3 separate regions of the Sus scrofa genome follow, and all the other regions are linked to region 2. Evidence: chromatin contacts called from public promoter capture Hi-C data. All regions are on one chromosome and are shown on one strand. The core of a region is the stretch at or near the end of the contact, and the rest is flanking DNA. Distances in the headings are between cores, read along the strand shown. Region 1 overlaps LOC102158888 (a long non-coding RNA gene). Region 2 holds the start of PLPP3 (phospholipid phosphatase 3). Region 3 has its middle 670 kb from the start of PLPP3.

What was found. Promoter capture Hi-C pulls out the DNA fragments that hold promoters and counts their contacts.
Region 1: a promoter capture Hi-C map of liver shows a contact between it and region 2, with 18 times the contacts expected there. The contact joins the enhancer-like site here to the promoter of PLPP3 in region 2. A contact is called at or near these places in 2 of 5 promoter capture datasets (fetal skeletal muscle and liver), 7 of 47 Hi-C or Micro-C datasets (embryonic fibroblasts, epiblast stem cells, mesenteric adipose tissue and 3 more) and 1 of 2 datasets of contacts at active chromatin or transcription factors (skeletal muscle).
Region 3: a promoter capture Hi-C map of fetal skeletal muscle shows a contact between it and region 2, with 13 times the contacts expected there. The contact joins the enhancer-like site here to the promoter of PLPP3 in region 2. A contact is called at or near these places in 3 of 5 promoter capture datasets (fetal liver, fetal skeletal muscle and liver), 12 of 47 Hi-C or Micro-C datasets (embryonic fibroblasts, epiblast stem cells, fetal skeletal muscle and 6 more) and 1 of 2 datasets of contacts at active chromatin or transcription factors (skeletal muscle).

The regions. Positions count from the first base shown.
Region 1 is chr6:156,752,605-156,755,304 of Sscrofa11.1, reverse strand. All of the region lies in intron 3 of LOC102158888 (a long non-coding RNA gene), which reads left to right. The region is part of intron 2 of LOC102159014 (a long non-coding RNA gene); the gene reads right to left. Among named protein-coding and RNA genes, the nearest start is that of USP24, 470 kb to the left of the region's middle. Within about 2 kb of position 1,329, at least 10 of the 83 cell types and tissues checked have an H3K27ac peak or open chromatin away from gene starts, as enhancers often do. A contact at or near this core is called in embryonic fibroblasts, liver and retroperitoneal adipose tissue, where this site is marked.
Region 2 is chr6:155,799,527-155,802,226 of Sscrofa11.1, reverse strand. It overlaps PLPP3 (phospholipid phosphatase 3), which reads right to left and starts at 1,387. Exons shown (of 6, transcript XM_003127971.6): 1 at 620-1,387. The coding sequence starts at 758.
Region 3 is chr6:156,470,168-156,472,867 of Sscrofa11.1, reverse strand. No RefSeq gene overlaps it. Among named protein-coding and RNA genes, the nearest start is that of PLPP3, 670 kb to the right of the region's middle. Within about 2 kb of position 1,382, at least 7 of the 83 cell types and tissues checked have an H3K27ac peak or open chromatin away from gene starts, as enhancers often do. A contact at or near this core is called in fetal skeletal muscle, where this site is marked.

The sequences.
Region 1 (2,700 bases), core at 80-2,579, 950 kb before region 2:
CTTTGGACAACAATCCCTGTTTTCTGTTGTGTGTTCCAGCTTCTACCTCTCTAAGTGTGCATATTGCAGGGAGAATGTAGGTCATATCACTTTCAGGTGGAAACCTAAGCCATGCTCTCTAACCATTAACCCAGGACTGTAATTTTGAGCTATGGGGTGTGGTAGAGAACCAAAATGGGCACAAATTTTTGTACCTTCTCCCTTGAGATGTGAGTCAGTTTCTCTACCCTTATAATCTGGATTGGCCTTTTGACTTGCTTTGGTCAAAGGAAAGTAACAGATGTAATTGTAGGAGACATGAGCCTGGGCCTTAAGAGATGCTCTTTCGAACCCCTGTGACCTCCATGCACAGCCAGACTGACCTTCTGAATGAAGGGAGACCAATGGAGAGAGGTTCCAGTCATCTGAGCCAGTCTAGCCAAGGCCATCAGAGACTAGCCATCCTCTGGTTGTCCCATAAATTGATGCATATACATCAGTGAGTGCAACCAAGATCAGCTGAGCCCAGCCCAGCAGGACTGTCCAGCTGACCTATAGATTTGTGAGCAGTAACAAATGGTTATTGTTTTAAGCCCCTAAACTTTGGGGTGATTTGTTGAATAGCAAAACCTATCAGATACACATGGTGATGATACAGATTTTAAAAAGTGATGATTGTTTCCCATTTGGTAGATAATCTTTGTGCTGTAGTAGGAAGAAGAACCACTACAGAATGACAGCTCCCTTCTAAGGTTGACATTAGTCTTAAGAGGCCACTACGTATGGCCATACAAGATATGAATAGCAGTATTGTAGGACAGCCATGAACATCCTGGCATTTATTCTGTGTACTCTATGAAACTATAGTTGGCCCCTGGATCTGTGCAGTGCAGTGGCCCTTAGAATTATTTAAGATAATGCCTTGGAGTCTCTGGCACATAGTTGATCCAAAATAAACATCCATCTTATAGTAATTTATTGGTATTAAAATATTGTACTGTGTTGAATTTTATAATTATCGATATTTCATTATCAAATAAGCCTCTATTTTCACAAGAGAAAAGGATCCAGGAAGTGGTGCTAGTAGAGGTAGGGGCCTGAATGATCTTTAAGGCTCTTTCTCTCGTGGCTACTCTGATTCATGGGTGAACATAAATCTTCTCATATAAAGGAACCCAAGTACATGCCTGAGTGAGCTTCTTTGGCAAAGCTGGGGCCTTGGCCCCAGCAGTGCAGTGTGGCAGGCCATCAGTCAGGCGGCTGTGTCAGCATCCTGAGAGGCAGGCTATAAAGCTGCCAAAGCAGTCCTTTGCTTTGCTCCAATCAAAGAGGAGGCAGAGGCAAGGTCTGTGAGCCCAGAAGTTCCCGCTTGGCAGGAAAGAGGCTGTGCTGTGTTCTGTGCAGGATGAGCCAGAGGAACCTAAACAGTTAATGCGTCATAGAAGCCACAAATAAATCCTGTGGTTTGAGATCAAGAGCAAACAGCTTAGGAAACTGAAGAATTGATGAGATGTCTTTTTTTTTTTTCCATCTGTTGCCTTCCCTTCATCCCACCCAGCTCCTCACCAGACTTAGAGCTCCTAGGGATAATTCTAGAGTAGAATTTTTTTTTATTGCCAATGGAGCTTTGGAAAGGGTATTGAGGCTTGGTTGCAGTCCTAGTTTTCTACTCACCAGCCATGTCACCTCAAACCTTGATGTCTTAGTCTCACCCCAGAAGCTCTCATTGGAGCAGTCTGGGTTGGTACCTGATCAGGGAATCATTTAACAGCTACTCCGTTGATTCTCTACTGCAGCCAGGATTGAGAACCACTGACTTAACCATTTTAGGCTTTGAGTTCCTCATCTGTCAAATGGGGACAGTATTTGCAGGGTTGTTGTGCTATCCAGCAGTGAGAGATAATAGATGGGAAAGGGCAGTGATGAGCATTTGGCACACTTATCGGGGTTTTGAGCCAAATACAGGAAGGGCTTTAGGACCCAGCTGTGTCCATTCTTTAATCAGCCCCCTTCAATTTCATGAGTCTGTCTTGGTTCCGCAGGGTGTGTGTCTGTGTGGGCTGAATCAAGGGAGACCTGAGAAATAGTGTGGGTTGCACTCGTGATGTCTTGGTCAGAACAGCCCACCAGTCACTCAGTGAAATGATTACATTTGCCCCCACATTCCTTGTTTGGGTAGTAACCAAGTGTCACTTAAAGGTAATTAATATAATATTGCCAACAAATGAATGAAGAATCAATTTTGCCCAATTTACCTAGCCAGAGTGAGGACCTAGGCAGAAATATGAGGGGGTAGGGAAGGGAGCTAGTTGGTCAGGGCATACAGCTGCATCTTATTCCATTCATTCATTGATTTATTCAGGTATGCCAACCTGCATTCATTCAGCAAACATTCCCATGGGCCTGACTCTTTGCTGGGGGCCAGGATGTGGAGGTTATTCGGAGCCTATCCTTGCTTTTGAGATATTCATAGCACAAGGGAGACCAATCTACAGCTTGTGCTGTTAGCGGTCCAATGACCAGGACTCAGTTTAGTGGTAAGGTGGTCAGGAAAGAGTGTTATTGGTACAGGCGGGAAAACATGGGGAAATACTCTTGGTAGAACTGGGTCTAGATCTCTGATAAGGCTCCAGTTTGTGTCACCCTTCTGCTCAGACACTGTTTACTGGTCTCACATTATTACCTGCAGAATAAAAGCCAGCTTCCTTAGAGAGGCGCTTG
Region 2 (2,700 bases), core at 138-2,637:
GGTTAAAACGACCACCTGGCACACAGTAGGGGTCTGCAGAATCGGTACTCTGCATCAAGCCGGTAGACAGCACCCTCCCAACCCCTGGAGGGCGTTCACGAGAGCAACAAGTGAAGAGGCCGGCTTGCAAGTCCTGGGCCGAGGCAGCCCGGCGGAAAGGCTGGATGTTTACGTTCGGCCCTGGGAAGGCAGCGCTCTCCAGGCAAGAGCCCGGCGCTCCAGGAGATCCGTTTTACTCGATGGAAGGCAACCAGCTTTACGCCGGCTCTGGCTCCTGGTTCCACCGACTTCCCCTCCCTCTCCTAAGAGGACAAGCCCTCACCTTTCGTGGGGTTCTGCCTGCGTTTCCAACTGCAGGCAGCTTTTTAGATTGAGTGTCCAAGTGGCCCGCGAAAGCCTAGAGCACGCTCGACACTCCTTTACAGGCCGGGGAGGCGGCAGGATCGGGGAGGGCGGGAACCCGGGAGCGGGGAAAAGCCTGCGGGGCCCCCGGGACGGGCAGCACGGCGCGGCCGGGAGACGGGGCCCCGCGCAGGAGCGAGCGCCGAGCTTCGCGCGCAGCCCCGGGCCGGGCTGGGACGGGCGCTGAGGGCCGGGGGGACAGAGGGGCTGGGCTCACCCATGAAGAGGCAGAAGAGGTCCAGGCAGATGAGCAGCACCCGCTTGCTGCCGCCCTTCCTCGGGTTGTTATTGAGCGCCGGGCTGCCGCCGTTCTTGCTCTCCGCGACGATAGCCTTGTCGTACTTGTAGTTTTGCATGGCGCTGGCCAAGACGCCCCACGACTGCAGCCACACACCCAGACGCCGGGGTCGCCTCCCGACCGAGGCTTCTCCGGGCGCGGCGGGAGAGTGCGGCCCCGCTGCCCCGCTTCCAAGGGCAGGCGGTGGTGCTTTCTGCTCCCTGGTGCTCCTCCGCTTTTCCTGTCTCAACCCCGAATCGTTCGAAAGTCCAAGGGGAAGAGAGTCAACTCCCGAGCAGAAACTTCTGCAGCGCTGCGTTGCTCCGGACGCGCGGAGCTGGCGTGTCCGTGCGCAAAGCAGCGAGGGGGCAGCGCGGGCGCTCGGCCACCTTCCTCCGCAGCTGGTTGCTTAATGAATGGGAGCTGCGCGGAGCCCAGCCACCTCGGAGCGCTGCCCCAACTCCTACTTTCCTCCTCCTCCTGCTGCTGCTGCTGCTGCTGCTGCTGCTGCTGCTGCCGCCGCCGCCGCCGCTGTGATCGCCTGGGTTTGTTTTCGGCACTTTTATTTCATGAGGTCCTTTAAAAAAGAGAGAGAGGCAAAGAGAGGGACCTCCTTACTTGGCTCAGAAGGGATTCCGAAAGCACAGCCCCTTCCTTAAGCAGCCTAAGACGTAGGATAATTAAGGCCACATTTTCCCCCACCCCCTTCCAAAAAAAAAAAAAAAAAAAAATCCTAAAAGGAAAAGTTACTTTCAAACCAGAGAATCCGGGAGCCCCTAGCGTTCAAAAACACTAAATTGTCACAAAACGAGAAAAAAAAAATGTAAATAAAAAGAAACAGCCTTGGATCAGGCAAACGTTGAGGCTGTACAGCTAAAAAAGCGTTTCTCCTCTTTTATCCTCCTTTACATATTTGGGGCTTTCAAGTCTTTGTTTTGATTTGAATCGTTTCCTCCTGAAAATACTCAAATAAATTGTTGGGGGGGGTTTGTTTTGTTTGTTTGTTTGTTTATTTTTTGAGATCTGAACACTCAGCACTGGATACTGGGCTAGATTCTGAGGCTCCGAACAGGAAAAGGACTGCACTGGCTCTGGGACTAGATCCTGTGGCTTGGAATCCTGGCTGTGGCTCGGTGCCTCTGTTTCCCCATCTGTAAGCTGGAGATAATAACTTTCTCCTAAATAGAGTAATTATGAAGATGTCATTAGCTAATCCATAGACGCGCCTGGAACCGTGCTAGGTACATAGGAAATGCTGTGTAGGTGTTAACCTTTACTTTATTCCTTGTAGTTCCCAGCCCTCCAAATCCCTGCCAGTTCGGCTGGCCCCCAGCCTGCTTGTATCAGTATTGAGTGTTGGGGGCAGCTGTCCAGGGAAGCAGGAGAGCTCTCCCAGAGCTAGCATATCTCTAGCTTGGGGGGCAATCTAACGCTTTGCAGTAGAGGCTGTCATGTGCTTTCACAGTCTTCTATGTGAATTAATTCTCCCCCAGACAGAGCATAAACATTTCCAAGGCAAGGACCTTTCCTTCTATCTTCCATCATGTTCTAGATCATGATTTTTTTTACTGACTTGTTATAGGGTTCAGTATCCCTAGATCCAGCCACTTGGCCTTTCTCCAATAGTCCTTTCCCACTCCACACCCTGGCCTCTGCCTCCCTCTGTCTCTGCACATCCATCCCTTCTCTAACTACCAAAATGCTTTTCTTGCTTTAGAATCCTCTGAAATAGCACCTTCTCTCTGGGCCCTTTCTTGATCCCCGGACAGAATTAACTTCACCTTCAGCACTTGGTTTGCAGCACTCTTGTAGTACCTATTACAGTCTGATTTGGTGTTATAGTTAGTAAAGATGAGTCCGCTCTATAGATTATCAGCTCCAAACCCTCTCCCCAGTACCGCACACAGAGTTTGGTGCCTGCTGAATGAAGCTCAAGTCAGACTGCGTAGAACAAGTGGGCTGGTAAAGGAAGGCAAAATTGCTGTCTTCTGGAAGCAAGAGTAACTGAATCTCTAAGACAG
Region 3 (2,700 bases), core at 133-2,632, 670 kb before region 2:
AGAGTATATCCAAGTATATATACTTTTAATGTGTGATATGTCTATGAATAGGTTTATAAATACATCAAAACTAGTCTCTGACCTTGGGTGTTACAGAAATCTAGAGAGAGAGAAAAAAAAAATAGAAATATGTTCAAGGTGTACTCACAGAGAAGGAAGTGAGTTATTTTTCAAGGGATATTAGGCAAGGCTTCATAGAGAATTCTCAGATGATAATAGTGTTTCAAGAGGATGAATTTAAGTTCATTAAGCAGATTGAGTCAAAAAATACAGCATGGTCAAAAATACTGAATTATGAAATAATATACTGTTTGTCAAAATTAAAAGACTGTTCACATATTCACTAAAACTTTATTACTGAAAAGTATACACATATATATACTTAAAATACAAGTATTTCCCATACATTTGGAATGATTTACTTGCTGCATAAAACATCACCTCAGAACTCAATGGCTTCAAACAACAGTGATTTATCATTCTCACATGACTGCAAGTCCAGTGGAGGTCTGCTAAAAACTGACCTCAGGTAGGACACCTCTGCTCTATGTGTTTCTGGGCCTCCTCCTGTCACCAGTAGGCTACCTGAGCATGTCCTCATGAGGATGGCTGACATGTAAGAGGGCAAATGGAAACACCAGTACTTCTTATAACATAAACTCAGCACTATTTCTACCTTCTGTCATTGTCCTAAACAAGTTACATGGCCAAATCTCAGGTCAAGGGTCGAGGAGGTACATTCCATACATGGTGAAGCAATGGCAAGGGTGTACATGCTGGGCTGGTTGAAGAAATAAGGCTATTAACAGAACCTTCTGTATACCTCTAACAAGGATTTGCTGTAGCTCACAACAAAAAGCATAGAAGGAGGTCTGGCATTAAAATGCCTGTCTAAAAGAAATCCCTTAGAATAGACATCCTGGGCCAAGGGAAACTTATAATCAGGCATGGACATGGGTTCTGAGATTTCCGACAGTCAAAAGGAAAAAGAAAAAAGAAGAGGAAAATTTTCGTTGTAAAATGGCAAAAGCTAAAATTTGTCTGAGGAAGGAAGAGCATGAATTTATGCTGAAAAATAAGTACATACACCTATATTGAATTCACCACCACATGCATGCATTCTCAGACACTGTGTGGTTGGAAAATGGACTATTATGTATGAGACACATTCTTAACCTAAATAATTTTTTATGAATCTATTATTTATTCTTTATCCCTCTCTCTTCCCCTTCCCACCTCTTGCAAACATTGCATAACTTTTGCGTGTGGTGTCCGTTTCAACTATAAAGAACAGACTATCCCTTGTACCTTTAAAGAGTATCCTACTTTTCAGCCAGGAGAGAGCAGACAAAGATAACAGGCAGATTTTTTCCATCTCCAGTGTCTGACTGGATGACAGAGAAGTCTGGTACTTTAGCCAAGTTGTCTGCCAACATTTCACTTTCTTCACTTGCTATTAGTTGCCTGGTCACAAGGAAAAAGCAAAACAAAGTAGTCTTCTGCAAAATCTGGACGTTTTAGCCACCAGTTAATAAATATTTGAGTCAATATGTTGCCTCATATCCTGTGTGGGTTGGTATGAAAACCGGTTTGGCTATTTTATACAAACACAAACACTTAGATATGTGCCTTTGGGCTAATATCTGAAACAATAGTGATGCCCTCTGTATGTATTCAGTTTTAAACTTTCTCAAACAAGCAGCAACATGGTAAGGTTGAAAAGTTTGTGTCTGTGACAGGTCATTGTATCCCAGTTACTTAATGTGTGTGAATCTAAAACATCAGCTAATATATTTGAATCTTATTTCCTTCATTTGTAAAAGTGACAACAATAAATATTTACCTCATGGCATGGTTATGAGGATTAACACCAAAATTGTGTTTATCTTCTGAGATGAACATGGTAGCACTTATTAGGTATTCAATAAATGTTTGGCACCTCTCCCTTATAAAGTCAGGAGGACCATATTCCTTCACTAAGTGTATCACATATGATGTATCAGATAGATTAAGTTAAGCAAAGAAAATAAGAAAACTGAACTATGAAATAACCAAGCACATTTCTAGTAGTCTTCCTTCCAGAGGAGATTCAAAACTAGCAACTAGATTGCCTGGTTCTCAATCCATTTTTACTCTATTGCTATACTTCACATTCATTCATTCACCCATTTGTTGATATTTGCACTTGTTATACTAAATACTCTGCTAGACACCATTCATTTAAATAAGTAAAAGAGACTTACCATCAATTAGCTTACAGTCTATGAGGCTACAAAGAGAGAAAAATAATTACATTACCTTGTAACAAAGCTTATAAGAGAGGATTTGAAAAGAGATCAAAGAGAAAAGAACTAAAGTGATTTTGAGAAAATAACTGTGTCCAAGTTCTCTTTTTGAGAACTTCTTATAAATATCTAGTTCTGTTGGGAAGCTGGGTCTCAGTAAATAGCACATCTTTCAAAGAGGCAAAATTGACAATTGTCTGAAAGGGCATTTTGTATGTTAAATCAATAGCAATAAAAGTTTAAGCCATCATCTGTTTGTTTAGAATGGATGGATCATTAAAATTTGGTATTTCCCTTTAAACGGAATCTTTGGTAAGAAAAAACTATTGTCATGCCAAATCTGTAAACAATCCATCCTTCCTATTTTAACTGTTATTTCCCTCCTACCTTTCCCAATTCCACAATTCCTTCAACT